Linked DNA regions of Danio rerio: region 1 is linked to region 2. A link is a contact called in public Hi-C data. All regions are on one chromosome and are shown on one strand. Each heading gives the region's core, a stretch centred on a gene start, on an enhancer-like site or on the middle of the called end of the contact. The rest is flanking DNA. Distances are from core to core; before and after follow the strand shown. Region 1 holds the start of endog (endonuclease G). Region 2 holds the start of med27 (mediator complex subunit 27).

Evidence for each region. Hi-C and Micro-C count contacts between places; a contact is called where the count stands out from the background.
Region 1: a Hi-C map of hematopoietic stem cells shows a contact between it and region 2, with 3 times the contacts expected there. The contact joins the promoter of endog here to the promoter of med27 in region 2. A contact is called at or near these places in 2 of 18 Hi-C or Micro-C datasets (caudal fin and hematopoietic stem cells).

The regions. Positions count from the first base shown.
Region 1 is chr8:13,694,232-13,699,009 of GRCz12tu, reverse strand. It overlaps endog (endonuclease G), which reads right to left and starts at 3,447. Exons shown (of 3, transcript NM_001024214.1): 1 at 2,798-3,447; 2 at 1,449-1,558. The coding sequence starts at 3,331. It also overlaps a transcript of med27 not described here.
Region 2 is chr8:13,563,849-13,568,792 of GRCz12tu, reverse strand. It overlaps med27 (mediator complex subunit 27), which reads left to right and starts at 3,344. Exons shown (of 8, transcript NM_200660.1): 1 at 3,344-3,567. The coding sequence starts at 3,365. ntng2a (netrin g2a) reads right to left here and starts at 267. Exons shown (of 8, transcript XM_683405.7): 1 at 1-267.

The sequences.
Region 1 (4,778 bases), core at 2,198-4,697, 130 kb before region 2:
TAGAACTTCTAATATAAGGTTCTTGTGAACTGGAAGTAACGGTAGACTTCAGGCTCAAACACACCAGGACGCTTTACACTGAAAGTGAAACTCTGCTTGACTCGACTCGGCCTCTAAGTGGTGTTTACTGTAAATTTACCAGCTCCTGGCACATGAACAAAAGTGCCAGTCTCATTGGTGGATCAGTTTTTAAAGTGGTCCATCAAAAAAAACTAGCATGAAACAGTTTCTTTAATGATTGTTTTACAGCTACCGTTTTGCACATTGATGTACACAACACATTGGCGCCCTTTGTTTATTGACAAAGGGCCCTATTATACACCTGCTGCAATAAGGCACAAGACGTGTTTGACATAATTTGTTGCCATCAGATCAGATTTCAGATTTTAAGCCACTTTGTGGACTCATGGGCATGGTGGTCTAAAAAAGAGGTGTGTTAAGGCACATTGTTGCCGTTTTGAGGTACTGAAATAGACTGCGCTATTGACCAACTGAAATTTGGTCTAAAGTGACGTGCAGAGCGCGTTAGTTATGCGCCTGTGTGGGTCCAAACGCTTAGACATTGCTTAATACACACGTGATGTAAAACAATAGACAAATATTTTTACATATGAAAAAAATTTAAGTATTAAAATGTTACAATTATTATTTTCAACATAAATCTAAAAACTACTACCTCCATGCCTCGCTTACTCGTGACAATTTGCATTCGTATAATGTTGTTATTGATTATTATTTTTAGCACTGTTATTTATTATATGCATATTTATATTTTTTTTTATAAAAAAAAGTTTAGATTTGTCCACCTGTTGGGCTTTTGGAGATGTATGGGGCATAAGAATACAACTGTGTTTGGATATAACTCTTATAATATTATAATATAATTTATAATAAATTTTCATTTATTTGTTTGCTGGAAATTAGAACTGAATTTAGAAATAGATTTGAAACAAATCGTTGTGCCTAACAAATGACATTAAATATGTAAGCTAATGAATGCCTTCCATACAACACCATTTACTTATCCACTAAAGTAAAAGAGTAAAGTAAAGAGTAAAAGAGAAAGGTAAAGAGGCTCATTCTTTATCCTCGCGCTGCAGATGGTCTGTTTAACTGTCTTCTCACTAGTGAAGCATTCATTTTTTCCACTTACAAAGTCCGCCATGTTGAGTAAATAGCAAATACAACATGATGTGACCCAGCTGACTCTTAAAGGGAATGGGAGATGAGACTCGGATTGGTTTAATGCATGTTATATTCAAAACACAGCCATAACTCATTAAGAGAATAAGCTCAACCCTGTTAGACCATGTGCCAGAGCGCAGAACGGATTTTTCCATCCTTAAAATAGCAAAAATGGATTCGGACATGCCCTTAACGCTTTTTTCTTCTTTAATGATGTAACATGCAGGCAGTGCATATTGTAGAGCACACTAGAACAGTTTTACCGTGGTAAGTAGAGTGGTCCAGTGCATACAAAGACATTCTGGTAATGCTTGGTGAGAGAGCGACAATACTTCTCCAAGTTATTCCAGGCATTCTGGTTAAGATTAGGATTCTGAGCAGAAAGACAAAAGAAAAATTATTAGACAGTGTATACATTTCATTTCATACAAAAGAGGCTTTTAAATATTTATATTAATTCATTTTTGTTTAACAGTTGTTTGTATGTCTGATGTGCACACACAATAGGTTGCCAGCATTGTCTAAACAGTCTAACATTTTATTCTGTTTTAATGATACTATTCAACATTTTTTTTCTTATTGATCTAATTTGAAAAGAGATAAGTACATCTTGCTTGTAAAAATTGTATGTCATGACTACCTTAATATTGCTGCTAAAAAGTAATAATAATAATGATTTTTAAAAATGTACTACTAATTATTGAGGTATAGGTTTATTTATCGACTGGAGAATTCTCATTAAAGCATTCTAATGTTGTGGACAAATCCTAGGCTGACTGATGTGCGTTATCAGTCACCTTTGAGGACATTTTGGCATAACTGTCTTTTTTAATGTATATTTTTTTGGGTTGTATTGTTCTGTTCGTCTTCTGCTGCTAATGGACCTAGTGTCTGGAAATAAAGTTTTAGATATACAGTATATCGATAGATAATATATATATATATATATATATATATATATATATATATATATATATATATATATATATATATATATATTTATAGAGAGAGAGAGAGAGAGAGAGAGAGAGAGATGTTAGCAGTAAGATTTTCCCTGTTATACAACAATGCATTTAATTGAATTATACACATAGACATCACCTTTTTGGAAAGGACACTATATTGAGGTAAAGTTGTTTTTACATTCACACATTCTTGTATTTTTTTAACAGTGACAACTCGTGACAAGGTCTCTATATTCTTAATTACGCTACTTTGAATATTCGTTCTGAAATGGCATGTAAATATGACTTCAAAACAACATTAGCTCTATTTTCATTGACTGTGATCAATGTTGTAATTTGATAGTCATTGGCTGCTAGTATGATTTCACTATTTACCATTTGCAAGGAATACTTTTCTGGAAATTTTATTATTAATGAGAAAGTCTTAATTATAGGTCCATTAAATTATAACATTATAAATGTGCCAATATATAACCAACTTTACCCCAATACACTACATTGTATATCTGCTGCTTATTTTTATATACTGTTCTGATATTGACTGTAATGTAATAACGTGCACCTTTTGGAACGGTAAATATTGTGAAAAGCGCTATACAAATAAACTTGAAATGAATTGTTATAAGGTAGGATCAGCTCCAGTTCACCTGTGGAGACACATTGCTCAGGTAAAATGTTTCATCCATGGCTTTCTGGCTCCACTTGTGATTGGCTGCTGCTGCCAAGTGACCCCTGTCAAATCCACTCCCCTTATAATCCGCATTGCTGGACCTGTGGTAAACATGAACCGACTCGTCCTCTTTGAACTCGCAGTACTTTCTGTCCGAGCTTCCGGTGACCGTCTCTGCGTTCAGCTGCTCGATGACCCAGGCTGCCGTCCTGTTTCTAGGGTCGTAGGAGGTCACGTAAGACTCTCTGCTTTTGATGTTGGACAGGGAAGGAAAGCCGTATTTCATCGCAGCTGTAGACCGGTTTACAGAGACCTGTCCCGGCTGGTACGGGCTGATCTCTGACGCCGCGTCGACGCTTGGTATCGGGATGACCGGCACGCGATCCAGCAAACTCGCTTTCCTGTTGTTATTACGCCTGTCACCCGCTGCTGTCAGTGTGGCACCGATGCCAATGCCAGCTGTCAGTGACAAACCGGGTAAAACCCACCGCGAGCAGAAAACGCGATACATCGTTTACGGGCAATAAATATGTTAAGATAAAGTGGACGTGCTGTAGTTATTCCGATATTTTTTACATGACCCATGTGAGTTTGTCCTACCGGCTAAACTAGCGCGTAGGACGTATCGTCGCATGTATATGACGTCACGGGCTTTCTTAAAAAGACAACACCACTTTGGTACATTCCTAACTTCAATTTGTATCTTCTGTAACTCAATCATCGGCTCAATTTATCGTCTTTTTGTAAAATGGCCACATGTTAATATGTTTTGGTCTGATTTGTCCGTCTATTTTTCATCAAAATGTAAGTTTAACATTGATTTTTTCCATATGTAATATAATTTGTTCTTTTCTCATGACAAACATAACAGAATTTATAGGCAATTTATTTATTTTATTGGGTAAATATGTATTCACAAATGTACATTTTCTTCATCATTACCCAAGTTGCAGAATTTTCTTTGCGACTTAAATTGTTTAATTACTACTTTACAAAATGTTTACAGCAAAAAAGTGTTAAAACTGTGAAGTTTTTAAGGACTTTGTAAATATTGTTTAATTTGATAATTTGCCTCTGTACTCTGTTTTTTATTTTTTTACTTATTTATGATTGTAATTTATGTCATCCATTATTATGATTAATATGTTTGTATTGTTAAAACACAATGGAAGAAAAAACACTTTGAAACATAAAACTGATATATCAGAGAACTACATTATTAACTTTTTTATTTTGTATGGAAAATATTTTATTCCCAAGCAAAAATTCTCCAATTCGCAGCCTTCCTTTTTACATTTTTTTAATAAAAATGTATGTATTTATTAAACCTCTTAGACTGATTAATAACAAGAAAAGGGTTCGATTCTTGTATTATTATGATAATTATTTTGGAAATATCGTGGATACAAAAGTCCTTCTTTCCTATTGCTGTATTTGTGTTATGTATGTAAAAAAAATTTCGTTTACTTTTTCTCTCTTTTGTTTCTCTTTTTATTTAATTTTTTATATGCGTTTATATTATTAAACCTGATCTGTTATTATCATTGTTACTATCATTGTGGTTTTTTTATGTGTAAAATTGAATTTTGTATGTTTGTTATTAAAGTCAATAAAAAAAAAAAAAACACTTTGAAGCATCAAATTGCTCCAAGAGGGAAATCATATTGGTCAGCGTTAATGGAAGATATTGATTGGAACATGCTTCTCCCATATAAATATTAAATCCCAAACAAAGCAAAGGAAATCCATTTTAAAATTCTACACAAAATATTAACAAATTAAATTCTACACAAAATATAAAAAAAAAATTGTTCTTTCTATCAGGAAAATGAGGAAAGTTTGACTCACATGTTTTTTGCATGTAAAATCTCACAAAAGTTTTGGTCAGATCTATATAATTATTTGAATAAATCACAATCAACAAAACGAATCTTTAAATTGAAAGAAATTATTTGTTA
Region 2 (4,944 bases), core at 2,095-4,594:
TTCGCTTCCCGTCCCCTTGCCTTCTTTGATGTCTCTGTCCTGTGCGCTTCAAGGACAGACTTCAGAGTAAAACACCTCCCATTCCCATCCAGTCTTATTCCGTCCGCGCTCCTGCTCCATTCACTCCGCCGTATCTGTTTGCGCACACTTACGCGCAGCTATAGCTGACTTTCATTTGTCTTTTGCGAAGCTCGGTCATAACACTTTTGGCCACGGCAAATCGGCTGTCCTGTCTTGTCTAACTAGTGTGGAAGCAGAAGTTTATCTACGGGCGCGAGGAGCACAACCGTCCCAGCAGCAGATGAGGCAGTCCGTCCCGCTTAAAGAGACAGATCAGAGGCTCAGGATTCCCAGACTCCTCACAGCGCGATTTACGCTTAATAAGTCATGCAGTTAGCTACCACAGAATCGGTTTAGCGGTGTTACTGTAGTAAACCTGTGTGGTAACTTGTATAAACGGATACATGAAATGAAAGATTCTGAAAGCTTCATGATTTGTTTCCACATAAAAAATACTAGTAGTCATTCATTCAATCATTCATTTTCTTTTTGGCTTAGTCCTTTCATTAATCCGGGGTCGCCACAGCGGAATGAACCGCCAACTTATCCAGCATATGTTTTACGCAGTGGATGCCTTACCAGCTGCAACCCATCTCTCGGGAAAATACTAGTAGTTATTTATAGTAAACACTACAGTGGTTTTTATTTTATTTTAACTACATTTAAAAATTATGTTTGCTGCTTTTTCAAACTATTTATTTAAAATGAGTTGGAACAACCCAATTCTTGAGTTTTTTTGGCAGAATAACTGAATTGTTTTATGTTCAGAGCACTTAATTTTACAAAAACGATTAAGTTAACTCATTCAATTTATGTTGGGGCAACATGAAGGAATTGGGTGACAATATGTGTTGTGGCAACAGGAATTGAGTTAACTCTTGACTTTTAGTCTTTACAAATTTAAGCAGATTGAACATAAAACAATTAAACTGTCCCTCCAAAAAAAAAAAAAAACTCAAGAATTGTGTTGTTTCAACTCATTTTAAAAAAGTAGTTTGAACAAGCAACAAATATAATTTTTTTAAGTGTACACTGTAAGAAATGCTGGGTTCCACACAATTCCTTCACGTTGTCCCAACACAAATCAATTAATTTAACGTAATTGTTTTTACAAATTTAAGTGGATTGAACATAAAACAATTAAGTTGTCCCAAAAAACCTTAAGAATTGTGTTGGTTCAACCCACATTAAATAAGTAGCTTGAACAAGCAACAGAATATATATATTTTTTGATTGGGTAGGCTCCAGTAAGGCACTTCAATGAATATTTTGTGGTGATTGTAAAGTTAACAAAACAACAACAGTATATAAACAATTGACTCAATATACTGTACATGGATTTTGCAGATTTTTTCAAATCAAATTTAATAACTTTTAAGACCATTTTTAGACCATTATGAATGAAATTTTAAACTTATACAGGGCTAAACACTACAAATTTTTTCTAATGGGCCGGTTACTTTTGTAAATAGTTTTTGTATTAATGGAAGATCATGTAAAAGGATGTGTTCCTTTAGTTTTCTTTCCCTGGCTTGGGAATTTAATTTGGAGAATTTGATGTCTAACAGCTGTTGTGAATTGTTTTTCTTTGCAATGAAACAAAAAAAAGTTTTTAGAATGGATTATTGGTGATTGGGTGTTTGCTTGATAGGGAAGCTTTAATTGGACATATGAAAATTGAGACCTGTTTAAAATTATTTAAGACCTTCAACCCAATATTTCAGTGAATTTAAGATTTTTAAGGCCTAAAATTTTGTTCTTTAAGTTTAAGTAGCAGTAGGTAGTTCTGTCTACTCACAGCAAAAAGGTCGCTGGTTCGAGCCTGGCAGTTCTGTGTGGAGTTTATGAATTTATCAGTTCATTGTAGTTATAAAATATGCTGTAGAATTCATTAACAAGAATTGTAAATGCTTTAATATATACATTGTAATACACTTTGGTCCAAAACCACTATAGCATTACTATAAGTTGGAATTTGTCATGTCGAGCCAAAATAAACTAAATAAGCTGGGTGCCATTTTATTTTATTCTTAATGCATGGTCTGTGAAAGAGGTGTTTAGTGAAAGAGGCGTTTAGTTGGAAGTACATCAACATACTGAAATAAAAGTTTCAGCAACTATAGTTCACGCAGATTTTAACCGTGACTTTAAAATATATTTAAAAAAAAAACCTTTTAAAAAGACCTAAAGACTTTTAAAAAATAGGAATTATTGATTGATTGATTAATTGATTGAATAATTGATTGATTAAACATGGATAGGCACTAATGCACTTTCTTGGTATATAGCTTGAAAAACACAAAGTGCAGTAAATGGTAAACATTGCTTTATTATTATTAGAATTATTGTAATGCATTAAAATATGACAACAATTATGTTAACAATTTCGTTTTTCAGGTAAAATAACTGTTAGTGAAATACTGCAAAAGCATCGAATTTACAAATGGAGATGTCCATTTTCTGTTGGGAAAATAAAGGCTTTTTATTTTAGCCAATTTCTGTGTGTTTTGAAATGTCATGTTTAAGTACTGAAACGAAAAAAAAAACTAAACAATAAATCATCACCAAACTTAATAAGCAGGCCTAAATAACAGAAAATAAAAAGTCAGGATGGGTATCAGGGTTCCAACAAGTAACATTATTGCAAATTTAACCTACTAGTAAATAACAAAGTGCCTTATGTCTGATGGAGCTGTCCATGGTAGTAGCCCATGATAGTGGTTTCAAACTCAATTCAACGCCACAGCTTTGCAGATTTTAGCTACAACCACCTGCAACTTACACCTGCTTAAACGTCTCTAGTACTCTTGAACACCTTGACTAGTTGGATCAGCTGTGTTTAATTAGGGTTGGAGCAAAACTGTACAGAGCTGTAGCCCTCCAGGAATCGAGTTTAAGACCCCTGCTACACGACAATAAAAGCAAAACACAATAAAATCGCACCAACATATTTACCTGTATATTGTAAACAGAAGCAACAGACAGAATCCATTTAGTTTTTGCGTACATGCTGACGTACTAGTTTAGATTAAAACATATTTCCACGTTTGAATTCCTGAGATTGCTTAAAAGTAGTTTTTTTATACATAACTTGTTCATTTTCTTGTTATCAACATGGTTGTATTAATTAAACCATGTTTTAAATAAATATTTTCCTTGCGGTTTACTCTTGGTACTCATAACGACAGTTACAAAAAATATCTGCACAGGTTTTCTCGTCGCATCCCGTTAGAAACTACAAATCCCATCATTCCTACAGCGCTAGTGACGTCATTCGAGCGCCAGTGTTCGAGCAGAAGCAGCCATGGCGGATGTTATGAATGTTGGAGTGAATTTGGAAGCGTTTTCTCAAGCGATAAACGCCATCCAGGCTCTTCGGTCGAGCGTCACAAGAGTTTTCGACTTTCTCAAGGATGGGATGAAGAATAAGGAGACCCTTGAAAGCCGGGAGAAAGTCTTTATAACTGAGTTTCAAGAGAATCTGCAGTCAGTGAATCGCGATTTAAAGTGAGTCTGTTGTATGAGATTTAAACAATCCTGTGAAATGTTGTAATTAACGTTGTGACTATAGTTATTGCCAACAGCCATTGTTGTTGGAAATAAGTCACTTGTTATACATATGTGTTAAATTACTCGAAAATACCGAATTGTGTTCGTGAAAAGCAACTACAATGGGGTGCGTTTTCGAAAACCATGGTTAGCCAACTAAGGTCGCAAGTTGTGTCGTTACAAACCTAGTTTGTTGATTTGGTGTTTCCCAAATCTGTCGTTCCAACGAACATTCGCAAACTGCGTCGCAAACTCCTATGCTTACAACTACACCTCTGGAGTTGTAGTTTTAAACATAGTTCCTAGCTGTGTTCTATTCCCTGTTATCCCCCCTATGCCCTATTCATTTAGAACATTCTAACATTCAAACTTAGAATTAAAAAAAAAAGCTCATGACAAAAGCTATAGGTGACCTATTATTTAAAAGCACAGTAAATACATTGTGTTTTATGCAAGTAAATTAGTCGTTTAGGACATTTACTATAAAGTGGGAGCTAAAAATAATATTATCAAAATATTGAAATCTTAAAGTAGGCTTGCACAATATATCGTTTCAGAATCAATATCGCAATTTGCACATCTGCAACAGTCACTTCGCAAAGATATGCTATGTTGAGTCTGGATTATAGTGGACAAGGAGCTACAGAATGGTATTTAATCACTGTATTTATACATTTATAAGGAATTTATTAAAAAAAAAAAAGTTTTTCATACTTTGAATTTTTGTCTTTGTATCTAGTCCAAACATCTACGTGTCAAAGTGAAAACAAGATTACTTTACTTACCCCACCATAGAAAGACTTAATTTTGCCCTATTTCATCTGACTTTTAAAACGAACCAACATTTTATTTGATTTAGAAATGAGACAAAGAAAAGTAAGAAAAGCATTTTTGCGTTGTGATTTTTTTCAATGTATGGACCGGAATGCTATGCAAAACCATCAAATAGAGCCATAAAGCTGTATAAGCTGGCTAGCCAGGGGTGCGTTTTCAAAAAGCATCATTACCCAACTAAGGTCGCAAGTTTCGTCGTTACAAACAGAATTTGTTCATTTGATGTTTCCCAAATCCATCGTTCCAACGAACATTCGCAAACTGCGTCGCAAACTTCTATGTTTGCAACTACACCTCTAGAGCTGTAGTTAGAAACATAGTTCCTGGCTGTGTTCTATTCCCAGTTATCCCCCCTATGCCCTATTCATTTAGAACATTCTAACATTTAAACTTGGAATTACAAAAAAAGCATTAAAGTCATAACTCTTGTTGGTGTAATTTGCTTTCAAAGTATTTTTACAGTTCAGTTTTAGCGATTTTCATGTTTACCATTCCGCTCCC